Regions from separate parts of the Mus musculus genome. Here all the other regions are linked to region 1. The links are chromatin contacts, called in public HiChIP or PLAC-seq and promoter capture Hi-C maps. All regions are on one chromosome and are shown on one strand. Each heading gives the region's core, a stretch centred on a gene start, on an enhancer-like site or on the middle of the called end of the contact. The rest is flanking DNA. Distances are from core to core; before and after follow the strand shown.

Region 1 (4,220 bases), core at 281-2,780:
TGACCTGCAGGTACAAGGTGGTTAGGAGACACAATTCCTTCTTTAGGGGCCGCTACTTCTGCACCAGCAGCCACTTCAGTATGAGCCCAAAGGGTCAGCCTATGGGGATTGCCTAGTCACCTTAAAAGGGGTGGCTTAAAAAAGGTTCAAGGCTTTGGTTCCATGCCAAGTTGGAGGGGCCTTGAAATCTACAGCTCTGGGGTTAAGAAACAAGAGGATGATCTAGCTTCTGGTTCTATCTTTGACCACCTTGTCAAGTGACCTTGTGCTAGCCCCTTTCCTACTTCAGGCCATAGCACCTTGCTCTATGCATTGGGCTAGTAAGACTTGTTCTTAGAACCTTTCTAACCCAAACAGGACAGTCCATTCACCGATATTCAAGCAACCTAACCAGATGGCCGGGAGACAGGTGCTGATAGAAGTGTCTCTCCTAGGGACTCCAGGAGGTTCTGGAAATGACAACACCAAAAAGGGCAGCTTCCTGGGAAGGGAGCCCTGCACAGTCTCTGGCCCACAGACTCAAGGTAGCGTTGTGCCTCTACCGGTCCATAGAGGGCGAGCCAGCAAATGGCTTAGAGGCAGGAGGGGCCTGAGAGGTGACAGCCCAGGGGTAGGGTGGAAAGAGGTGATTGTTGGACAGGAAAAGGATTTGGAAGTACCCACACATTCAGATGGATCTTTGAGGACTAGGGCTGAGAAGGGGAAAGGCTGTGTTGAAGCCCAGGGCAGAGATTAAGGCCCACGCTCTATTCCCTCTTCTTTATGGATTTAGTCAAGAGGACTGCTAATGGATTGCTTTTCTTGGGAAGAGAGGAAGGTCAAAGATATGAAGTAGCCTGAATATCTCCAAGCTAGGCGGAGGACCACGGCCTGGAACACAGGGAATCCCTTATGAGACTGCCTTCTGGAGAAAAGCATAAAGCAATGGGTGGGAGGACTACCGCAGGATCGCTAAGATCCTTAGCTCTCTGACAGAGGCAGTCAAAAAGCAAGCTAGGAGCCGGTCCAAGACCGCTGAGAGAGGAGACAGGACAGGAGGGGCGCCACGGACCGATTGCCTCTAGATAGCCAGGACATCAGAGCGTTCTCGGGGTTGGGAGAAGGAGGGCGCGCCCCTCAGTCCGAGCCGGCACCGCCGTCTCCCCCTGCTCGGCCTGGCACATTTTCCCCGCTCAGAAAGCCGCCGTCCCCGCCTTAGCTCACCCGGCTGCGGCTGCGCGGCGCGGCGCCCCGTCAGGATGCGGCCCGGTTGCGGCAGCGGAGTGCGGTGCGCTGGGGGCATCGGCCGCCCCGGGGCACACACAGCCGAGCCTCGGTGCGTCTGGCCCACTCCTCGTCCTTGTAGGGTCTGTACCTCTGCCCCGCTCCACCCCCACCCGCCTCCCGCACCCGCACCGGCTGTGCCAGCCGGCAGCACCGCCTTCTGTGCCGTCCCCGCAGAGGGCGAGCTTCTGAGTCCGTGCACCTCAGCGCAACCCAGCCCCAGCGCGCCCGACACCGCCCAGCCCCTCCAGCCCTGCGCGCACCACTGCCTCCGCAGCCGCCCGGCCCGCTGGGAGTGGTAGGCTGAGCCGCACGGCATGCTGGGAGTTGTAGTCCTAGTAGTCTAGCTTGTTCAGGCTGCTGAAGTTGCCCTGGTCAGGCAGTGCTCCTTGGGTCGTTCCTCTCTGCCATTTCCTGGACCAGGGGATCCAGGTAGCATAAACCCGCCCACAGACCATTTGAGAATACATAGCCAGAAGCTAAGGCCCAAGTAGAATTTGTTTAACTTATTATTATTATTTACATTTGTTTGCTTATTTGTGTATGTGTAGATACATATGCCAAAGACCCTGTGTGGTCAGAGGACAACTCGTGGGAGTTGGTTCTGTTCTTACACCATGGGCTCCAGGGATCATACTAAGGTTACTAGGCTTGGCCCTCAGTCTTGGGAACAGGCACCTTTTCCTGATCCACCTTGTCAGTCCTGTTTGTTTTTTGAAACAGGGTAGTAACTTTGCCCTGGATCTTGCTGTAGTTAATCTACTTCAGCCCAGAGCGCTGGCATTACAGACATTAACTACTACATTTGTCTTGAAATAGAATTTAGCAAATGTTCAATACCACTTGCTGAAAAAAAAAAAAAGCTGGATTCTGGCAGAATACACAGGGCATTGGGCTTCTAGACCATTCTGGAATGGTCATTCACCACAGCTGAGTATGATTGTTCCCTCAGGACTTTTACAGTTTTCAGTACCTTTGCAAGGTTCAAAAAGAACTGAAGAGCCAGGAGGAGTAGCTTCAGGGGATCTCCTCAAAGGTCAGGATTTAAAGCCTGTGTAACTAACTTTAACCCTGACTGATAACACTCCCGAACACTGGTTCCTTTGTAAACTGTGAGCTTTGTCAGGCTGTGGGCAAGGGTCTAGACTCACAGCCGTTGGATTGAGAGCCTCTGAAAAGTTCTGGGGTGACTATGCAACGTGCCTATTACTGCCTCTGTTCTTAAATAGCCCCTTCAATGACTCAACCTAGTCAAGTTCTTAAGGGGGGAAGGGGCAACCTTCAAGGTCTGTTTATAGGGATTACAGATGACATTTTGGTATGAAGATGGTCTGGACCTGCTCAGGATTGCATCCATTGGAGAGGCTGGATAGTAAGCTAAAGGATGTCTCTAGGGCTATAATAGCAGGTGCCCCATGTTCATAGACATGTGCATCACAGACCAACAAGAGAATCATGTTCTCAGCAGAGAGTTCCAAATCTGTGCCTTCTTATGGATTAAAGGTGGGCTTTAGGGGATCAAGCACAGCGGTGGTGGTGGCACACACCTTTAACCCCAGCACTCGGGAGGCAAAGGCAAATGAATCTCTGAGTTCGAGGCCAGCCTGGTCTACATAGTGAGTTCCAGGACAGCCAGGGCTACATAGTGAGACCCTGTCTCAAAAACAAACTAACAAAACAACACCCCACAAAAGTGGGTTTGGGGGTCAGGTAAGCATGGTGGTACATAACTTTATTATTTATTTATTTGGTTTTTTGAGACAGGGTTTCTCTGTGTAGCCCTGGCTGTCCTGGAACTCACTCTGTAGACCAGGCTGGCCTCGAACTCAGAAATCTGCCTGCTTCTGCCCCCCAAGTGCTGGGATTAAAGGCATGTGCCACCACTGCCCAGTGGTACATAACTTTAATTTCAGCACTTGAGAGGCAAAGGATCTCTGTGAGTTTATGCCTGGCCAAGGCTATACAGGGAGAATTTTGTCACAAACAAGTAAACAAGCAATATCTCGTGGCTATGATTCACGGAGGACTCACCTCACAGCACTGGTGTGCAAATTCATGGACACATTTGAAATAGTGCTGACATGTTTATTATTATAGTTTATAGGCTGGCTATAGAGAGCACATAAATCAAGCTCTAGGAGACATTATGGCTCCCTTTGTTTGATGTTATTCTGAGTTCACAGTGTGTCAGAATAGGGATAGACACACAGCTTAGTAGAAGAGCCCTACCTAGCTTGCCCAAGGCCCTTGTTTGATCCCAGAACCAAAACACCCAATCAATCGATCGAAAAAGCCAAGCAGGGCAATGTGACGCACACCTTCCCTGCCCACTCATGCATGTGCCCCCTTGGCACACACATACTTTTAGTCTCCACACACAAGAGCCAGAGGCAAGCAGGTCTCTGTGAGTTGGACATCAGTATGTTCTATATGATGAGTTCCAGGTGAGCCACGGTTACAGCGAAACCTTGTTTCAAAGACAACCTGAAGAGTGGACTCAGCAGTAGGGAACATCTGTTGCTTCCCTAAGTTTCCTTCCTAGCACCCTCATCCAGTAGCCCGCAATCCCCTGTAACCCAAACTCCAGGGAATCTGAAGCCCTCTTTTAGCCTCTGCAAAACATGCATACATATATAAATAGAAAAAAAATATTCAAATAAGGAAAGAAGGAGCAGGCCAGTCTAGGTCATATGACATGACAAGACTTTGTATCAGATAAAAACTCTGGGTAGAAAGATCTTGTGAGCACAGACATGCGCGTGCACTGGGATTAGAGAGTAGTAAAGCAACTGCTTGTTGAATGAAAGAGAAAGAGAGGGAGAGTATGGTGACCGGTGAGTGTGAACACTCGCCCTAGATGGTTGAGGTCACTGCAGGAGAGCAAGTGTGTTTGGGAGAAGTGACTGCTGTTCTCTTAATAAACTTGTCACAGTGGTCAAATGAAGGCAGCATCCCAC
Region 2 (3,934 bases), core at 141-2,640, 550 kb after region 1:
GTCTCTAAACTCCAAGTTGAGGTTAAGTCACACAGCTTGGGGAAGAACTAGGGACCAGTGCACACAGGCCACTTTGCATGCAGTCTGACATGAAAGGCACTCTATAAATTGTTTGTTATTATTATCATCATCATTATTACCAATGACAATCTTTAATTCTTCATTTCCTGCTTGCTTTGTCACAAAATTCCAAATGTTATAACCAACAGAACAACCCTCTGTTAAGATTTAGGGGGAGATGTTGGGAGTAGGGAAGGGTTAAAGTGGGTGTGAGTGGAGGCAGTGGGGTGGGGGCTGAGGTACAAGCCAACCTAGTGACACCCTCTGTGACCTTGGACCAGTCTCTCTCTCTCTCTCCCTCTCCCTCTCTCTCTCTCTCTCTCCCTCTCTCTCTCTCTCTCTCTCTCTCTCTCTCCCCCCACCCCACCCCCTCTAGGTCCTTTGTTCTTGATGCATCCAAATGACATCTCCGTAAATACTGCAGCAAGAACCCACCCAAAGGGGACCAGGAGCACCCCCAAAAGACCCACAAAGCGCCCCTGGGAATACCAGGAAGCACTCTTACAGCCTGCACACAGCCTGGCAGGAAGCCTCCAGGGGGCTGAAGAGAGCACAGGGCTGTCCTAGGGCAGTCAACTCAGTGGCCTCTGCCCGGCATCTGCTGGAGTCCTCCCACGTGGTCCTCCCAGGCCTGCCCCAGGAAGGCAGAGAGCTCCTTAGCAAAGGCCCTCCTGCCCCCCTACTCTGCGCTCCCTGCAGAGCTGGCTTGGCTTCTCCGTCAAAAGCAGGGCCCATCAGGCTGGAGGCGGCGATGTGTCAGCTGGTATTCATGCTTTGGTTGTGCGCTCAGAGCGCTCCCCCTCCCCAGCTCCCCAAATCCACCCACCCACCCCTTTACCCACTGCTCAGGGCCTTCTGGGTGGCAGCGCTTCACACAGAGAGAAAGAGACAGAAACCGAGGAGCAGCAGCCTAGAGCCCTGGCTGTGGGGGGTGGGGGCTGACTCACTTGGCCCCCTCCCTGGTGCCGATGGGGCAGCCCCCACACCCCTGGGCGCTGGCACCGAGTCAGGCCCCACAGTTGGGAAGAAGGGAGATGCAGCTCCGCTGTGCCTGACCCGAGTCCGCTGAGGATGCACCCCGAGCTCAGGGACCGGTTGGTCCTCGGGCCGACAGGCGATGTGTAGGCAGCGACCCCCCACAGCAGGCTCACTCCGGCGGCCGCCTGCTGGGGCCACCCTGGCCGCGGGCCCGCCGGGACACCCCTGTTCGCCGCGCCCCTCCCCGGGCCGAGCTCGTCCCCGGAGCCTCGCAGTATTTCCTTCCTGCACCTTTAAGAAGACCGTTGCTCCGTGGTGGGATGGTGTGTTAAAGCCACACAGAGGAAGTTACGCAGCCCGGATCAGACCGGGAGATAAAAGCCCCGATGGTGACCGTGAGTGATGGCAAGAGGATTTAGCCTCGGCATTAACTTGGAGCGGAGTGCAGGGGGGCGGTGAGGCGCCCCGCCATCTGGCCGGCGCCGCGCCAGGGGGATGTTCAGGCGCCTGGACCAGCAGCGGCGAAGCCCACCCAGGCCAGGGGCTGAGTGGGGCGCGCGTGCAGGTTCTCCCCTGGCTGCCCAGGGGGCCCCAAAAGTTTGCACTTGTTAACAGCGACCTCCCGATCGGCCCGGGAGGGCCATGCAAGCCGCGCGGTTGGCCCCCTTCCCTGGCCCGCGTCTCCGGGACGGCTGCGGGCGGGCCCCCCGGCGGCCCGAGGGTTCCCCAGCCCAGATCTGAGGGTGGCCACCGCAGCGGCGGCGCGGGGCAGGAGTCTCCAGCTCTCAACCCTGCGGCCCGTGCGCCCACCCAGCACCAGCCAGAGGGTGGCGGTCTCCGGCCTCTCGGGGCTCGCTCCGGGAAGCTGCTCCGAGCCCGGGTAAGGCGAGCGGGGAGCGCCGGGGCGGCGGGCGGGGACGGAAGCGCCGCAGTTTCGCCAGGGTGCTTTCATTTTGAAAAGGCTTCGGCGACGGTGCCAGTTCTCCCCGGACCAGGGAGTCACTCGGAGCCTCCTAGCCGAGGTTCGGACGCAAAGTTATCTGGTGGCGGCTGCTACTAAAGGAGGGCTGGAGCCGCGGAAGAGGGGTGTGTGTGCGCGCCGGGTGCAGCATCTTTAAGAAGTAGAGTAGCTAGTCTTCTCTCTGGGCTCCCCGCCACCCAGCTCGTCTTTTTCTATCCGAGCGCCTGTGTGGGGAGGGGATGGGCTGTTGCAATAACGCTGCTTACTCGTGTCTATGAAAAGTAAATTAACCCTTCTCCGCCGGCGCTCCCCTCCCTAATTTAGTCTCCTCTGGGCTCTAAAGGCGCAAGGAGAACTCTTGGCCAGTCAGGTTAGAAACTTCTTTCGGTGCTGTGGAGGGGGTCGGCAGGCGGAGAAGGGGGCTCCACCACCGTGGAGAGTCGCACTCCAGGGAGAGCAAAGACGGGAAGTGGACCTCCAGATCTCGGGTCCGCCCGTTTCGGAGTAAGTTGCGGGTCTTTGCTGGGGGATGGCGGCGACAGGGTCTCCGCGGAGCAGCGCCGGGAAAAAGAATGCGAATAATTCCCTGGAGCTTTGCTCGGTGTCTTTTAATTAAGGGAGGCGATGTCAAATGAGGGGGCAGCCTGGATGCTAGCCTGGCCTTTATTAAAGGCGTGATTATTAATTGCGCCGGTGGTTTGCACCGAACTTCGGAAAGGCAAAACGCAGCGGCGGTTTGTGCTCTATGTGCGGTGCACGCCACTGTCTACGCGCCCGAGCTCAGCGCGGACTCAGCCAGACTCCTGGGTGTCTGCGGGCCTCAGGCTAGCCCCGCCCGTCCTCAGGGACCTACACGAGGCGGCCTCAGCTATACGTCCTCAGAGCTGGGTGTTCTGCCCCGCCCCCAAGAGCCCAACTTTTTGGGGCCCTCCCAGCCGCTGTGAGGGTGACAGGGAGAAACCAGAGTCTGGAGAAAGCTCCCTTCCCAGAACTGGGGACACCGGGACACCCGAACCCGAACGTCCACCAAGGCAGCGGTGAGCGTGGGACAACCCAGGGCGGGGTGGGGGTGGAGGGGAGGTAACCGCCGGCCGTGGGGTTCCCCTTCCCTTCCCGATCCTTCCTACGGCCTCCAAAGCAAGTTTCAGCTTGGGTAATTCTTCTACCTTTTGTCCAGCCTGGGTAGAAGAATTAACCTCCGGTGGACTGCCCCCCCCCCCGCCTCCCCATCATCCCCAGGGACCCTGCGCCCCGCAGAGGCAAGTTTCCCACAAGGAGAGCGCACAGCCCGAGACTCCGGCAGAGCCTGTTGGCAGTCCGGCCAGCTTGGAAAGGCGCTAATTCAATAAGACAGAGAAATCTGAGTTCAGAAATCCTGATAAAATCTAATTTTCGGGTTTTAATACCCAGGCTATCAGACCCCCCCGCCTCGGTTCCTGAGGACTCTTAAAAGAAAATAAAGCGCATTGATTCCATTTGTTTCAGAGAGCTGCAGTTTCTTAATAATATCAGGTGAAGATTTATTTTCCAAGGAGAAAACGATCCGCGAGGATGCAACCTCTTACTCGGAATCTCTCCCCTGCCGGTTCCTCGCTCCCTGCTATCCACCTCGTTTTTTCCGCGGACTCTTGCCCGAGTCCCCCGCCCTTTATTTTCTTTTTGGCAAAAAATCTACTGTAATTTTCGAGTGCCGAGCTCACAGTGCCCCCTCGATGCCAGCAACGCCCAACTGATTGACGGGTTGTAAACACATTTTCCCCTGGCAGATTTTGTTGTTTCCCCCACCCCCCATTTTCTAGGGATTGTGTGGTGCTTAAACCAACAAAATTGCAAAGCAATTAATAGATTTGCAAGTTGCGCCGCTTGCTGCTCGCTGGGGCTCCGGCCTCAGGGCCTCGGGGCCTCGTTGCCTCCCCACCCGAGCCGGAATCCAGC
Region 3 (4,065 bases), core at 240-2,739, 1.0 Mb before region 1:
TTTACAAACTGGAAGTCTACAATTTCAGTAGGAGGTCTAGCCCTCCCACGCCTTCTCCTGCTATGCCCGTAAGTCATGTGTGAGCTGCCAGGGGTGACCCAGGACTTGGAAAACAGAGGCAGGGGAATGATGGATTGTGCCTTGTAGGGAGACTTCCCCAAAAGGAATTAATTGAACAAAGAGTCAGATGCAGGCTTTGTCCTAGTCTTTAGGGGAAAGCTCTCTGGTTGCCCAGATCTCAAGACTATTAAGGATTGGAGCAGAAACAAAACGCTAAGTCAGTGGTTCTCAGCCTCCCTATGCACGCTCCCTCATGCTGTGTTGACCCCAAATATATAACTATTTCCATTGCAACCTCTAACTGTAACTGTAATGTTGCTACTGTTGTGAATTGTAATGTAAATATCTGTGTTTTCTGATGGTCTTAGGTGACCCCTGTGAAAAGGCCGTTGTGACCCTCACAAGGGTCACAACCCACAGGTTGAGAAACACTGTTCTAAATCATATTTTTTAGACAGGATTTCATTTAGCCCACGCTGACCTTGAAGTTGGTATATAGCCAAGCACAACCTTGAATTGTTTATTTTGAGACAGGTTCTCTCTCTCTCTCTCTCTCTCTCTCTCTCTCTCTTGTTTTGGTTTTTGTTTTGTTTTGTTTTTGAGGCAGGGTTTCTCTGTGTAACCCTGGCTGTCCTGGAACTCACTCTGTAGACCAGGCTGGCCTTGAACTCAGAAATCCGCCTACCTCTGCCTCCCAAGTGCTGGGGTTAAAGGTGTGTGCCACCATTGCCCTGTGTTTGAGACAGGTTCTTACTATGTAGCTCTGGCTGGCCTGGAATTCATATGTAGACCAGGGTAGCCACAAACTGAGAGAGATGCCTGCCTCTGCCTCCCAAGTGCTAGAGCTAAAGCTGTGCACTACCACACTTAATAGCCTTGAGGTTTTTTGTTTTGTTTTGTTTTTCAAGACAAGGTTTCTCTGTTTAGTCCTGAAACTCACTTTGTAGACCAGGCTGGCCTCGAACTCTGAGATCCACCAGCTTCAGCCTCCTGAGTGCTGGGATTAAAAGCATGTGCCACCACTTCCTGACAATAGCCTTAATTTAAAAAAAAAAAATATGAGTATGAGTGTTTTGCCTCCATGGCAGTGCATTTTGTGCGTGCCTGGTGACCTTGAGGCTAGAAGAGTGGCGGATAACTTTGGCACTGGAGGCTGTGAGTTGTTCTGTATATACGGTATGGGAATCTAAGTCCGGTCCTCTCGCTGATCTGTTTCTCTAGCCTATGCAACTGCCTCCCAAGTGCTGAAATCACAGGCATGGGCCGCCACGCTCAGTTTCTTGCACATTCTAGACAAACCCTCTCCCAAGTGTGCTAAGTGATAGGAAAGGCGGTCTTAGGCCAGCAGGTGCAGAGAGCTCTGCACTGTGCCAGGCGCTCCGCGTGCTCTAGCTCATGTCAACGTCACAGCCGCCCCAAAGGGCTGGCGTTCCCGCCCTCACCGCCTTTGCGCCGGGACACAGCAGGCTAGGGTCCTGCCGGAGTCGGCTTCTGCTGCCCCTTCCCGGCGCTATGGACTGCGGGCTGGAATACGACCTTCCTGCGGCCCCGCTCGCCCCTGCGCGTCCCCCGGGCGCGAAGGTGTCCTGAGCCGAGCTCTGACTCAGGATGTTCCGGCGCCAGTCCATGGAGGGGACCCCGGCCTACAAGCCCAAGGGATATCCCGACGGGACCACCCAGCGCCGCCCTGTTAAGCGGCTGCCGATGCTGCTGCCAATGCTCGAAGGCCGTGTGGGGCGAGATGTAGACGGCGCGTGGCGGCGGGACCGCAAGTCCCAGCGCCTGCCTTGCGGGTCCCCCGAGTCCCCGAACGCTCGGCGAGACCGTGGGACCGCGCGCGCACTGCTACTGCCGTCGCTGCAGCCGAGCAGCTCGGCCCGGGAGGCGGGAACTCGGGGGAACCGGCAGCCTGCAGCCCGCGACAACCCTGACTCCCTGGGCACGCTGCTGGGGAAGCTGCTGCCCAACAAGTTCCGCCACTTCCTGCACCACCTGAGCGCCGAGAGCGCAGACCCAGAGGCGGACCGTGAGGCCGGGGGGATGGGGTGGGGAGTGGGTGTGTGTGCGCGGAGTCTGGGGTTCCCAAGCGAGGACTGTCTCCATCTCAACGGGCTCTCCTCCTCCCCCTTCTCCTTTCCTTCCTCCTCCTGTTGTCCCCACCCAGCACCCTCAGCGCCACATAACCCTAGGAGTACATCAAATCACTGCCTAGCTTCTCGGTCTTCCAGCTGCTTATTCCTCCCAGACCTGTGGTAAGCGGAGGGGACCCTCTTGATGAAGGAGGGGTTGCCTTGAGTGCTACCAAGGTGGGCCTCTGCTCACATCAGCTGTGACTTCTTTCTCTTTGAGGGACAAACCATTGCACTGGGACAACAATTTTAAAGAGAAGACTACCCTGGGGCTCCCAAGAGGTGAACTTGCCAGAGCCAAAAAGGCCCATCCGTGAGTAGTAGCTGTTGTGAGTACACACGTGCTATAATTTTGTAGCGTTGACTCTCTCCTCCCACCATCACGTGGGCTTGGGGGATGGAAAGGAGGTCATAGGCTTGCCTAACAATCACTTCTATCATTTCCCCAAGCCATGAGTTCTGGGAATGGGAACAGGAAGGCATTCGTTCGCTCCCTTGTTTCCAGACATTTAGTAATGGATTTACCGTGTATCTATCGATCCACTCACCTATCCATCCTTTCACGCACCTAACCCCTTACTCACAAACCAGGTCTTCTATAAGCTATTGTGAATCTCCATCCACCTAGCCATCGAAGCATCTAACTGGCCATGAACTCATAACTGCCCCCAAACTGCTGGACTGCCAGACAGCCAGTCTTTTGTTTATTCAGAAATCCCCTCTGGCTATAGCTGCCTGACAGCTATCCTTTCATTCATATAAACCCAGGATGCCAATCATCTCTCCGCTAGTAATAAAGCCACCCACACGCTTACATGGTTGTCTGCATAGCCATCCAGCTACCCAGCTGAGATCCAGACCTGAATCCACCTGCTGCTGAACTCTTCTCTCATTTAGAAGCATTACCCATGTATGAAGTTTTACTGTGTATCAGATGCTAGAGGAACAGACAATGAGAGACGGAACCAAGAAAGATCCCTGACATTAACCCACATTAATACCTGGAATTGGATGCTAAAGAGCTCTTAATGGAGAGGGGGAAGGAAACAACAGGTTTAAACAGGCTGGAGCACAAGTGCAGGGTGAAGGCCATTGTCTGGGGGGGTTAAAGACTAGAGAGTTGGGTGTGGTGGTGCACACTTTTAATCCCAGCACTCTGGAGGCTTAAGTAAGCAACTCTGTGAGTTCAAGGCCAGCCTGGTCTACATAGTGATTCCAGAACAGCCAGGGCTACAAAGTGAGACCCTGTCTCAATTAATCAATTTAAGGAAGGACCAGATGGACCAGGGAACATGCATACAGAGCAAGTGTACCATTACTGTTCCGTCTAGTAATGTCTGCTGGCAGACATTACTAATGGATCACTGCACATTTCTCTGTGAGCCTCAGAACCCTTCCTGACCCAGTTCTCTAGGATCAAAATAGAGACTTAGGAGGATGGAGAGATGCGTCAGCAGTTAAGAACACTGGCTGCTCTTTCAGAGAACCCGGGTACAGTTCCTAGCATCCACATAGCAGCTCACAGCTGTCTATAACTCCAGCTGTAGGAGATTTGACACCCTCAAACAGACCTACATGCAGACAAAACACTAAAAAAAAAATCACTAAAAAAGTGGAGCCTAGAGTTGGACACTTATGTATACATAACATTCCTTCAGTATGATAGATTGCTTCAGTGAATGATCCTCCCCAGGCAGCGAAGCATGGTGCCACTCTGTTGGGCAGGACCTAGGAGATGTCTAAGCCTCGCCCTGTTGCCAGAACAGAGCTGAGGTTCCACATGCACACAACTGTGACCCTAACTAAGCCCCAACATCTATAGTCCCGGCTGCATGGCTCTTTGGTGGACAGTGAGAAACACACCCTATGCTTCCAC

Evidence for each region. HiChIP or PLAC-seq counts read pairs in DNA pulled down with a chosen protein or histone mark. Capture Hi-C pulls out chosen DNA fragments and counts their contacts.
Region 2: a contact with region 1 is called in a promoter capture Hi-C map of adipose tissue, with 2.6 times the contacts expected there. The contact joins the promoter of 6530402F18Rik here to the promoter of Slc27a4 in region 1.
Region 3: a contact with region 1 is called in an HNF4G HiChIP or PLAC-seq map of pancreatic cancer cells. The contact joins the promoter of 1700001O22Rik here to the promoter of Slc27a4 in region 1. A contact is called at or near these places in 2 of 39 promoter capture datasets (erythroid cells and pre-B cells), 1 of 115 datasets of contacts at active chromatin or transcription factors (pancreatic cancer cells) and 1 of 9 other capture datasets (liver).

Annotation. Positions count from the first base shown.
Region 1 is chr2:29,799,944-29,804,163 of GRCm38.p6, reverse strand. It overlaps Slc27a4 (solute carrier family 27 (fatty acid transporter), member 4), which reads right to left and starts at 1,530. Exons shown (of 13, transcript NM_011989.5): 1 at 1,204-1,530; 2 at 1-4.
Region 2 is chr2:29,250,449-29,254,382 of GRCm38.p6, reverse strand. 6530402F18Rik (RIKEN cDNA 6530402F18 gene) reads left to right here and starts at 1,390. Exons shown (of 2, transcript NR_029460.1): 1 at 1,390-1,918.
Region 3 is chr2:30,799,161-30,803,225 of GRCm38.p6, reverse strand. It overlaps 1700001O22Rik (RIKEN cDNA 1700001O22 gene), which reads left to right and starts at 1,489. Exons shown (of 7, transcript NM_198000.3): 1 at 1,489-2,086; 2 at 2,225-2,312; 3 at 2,410-2,502. The coding sequence starts at 1,669.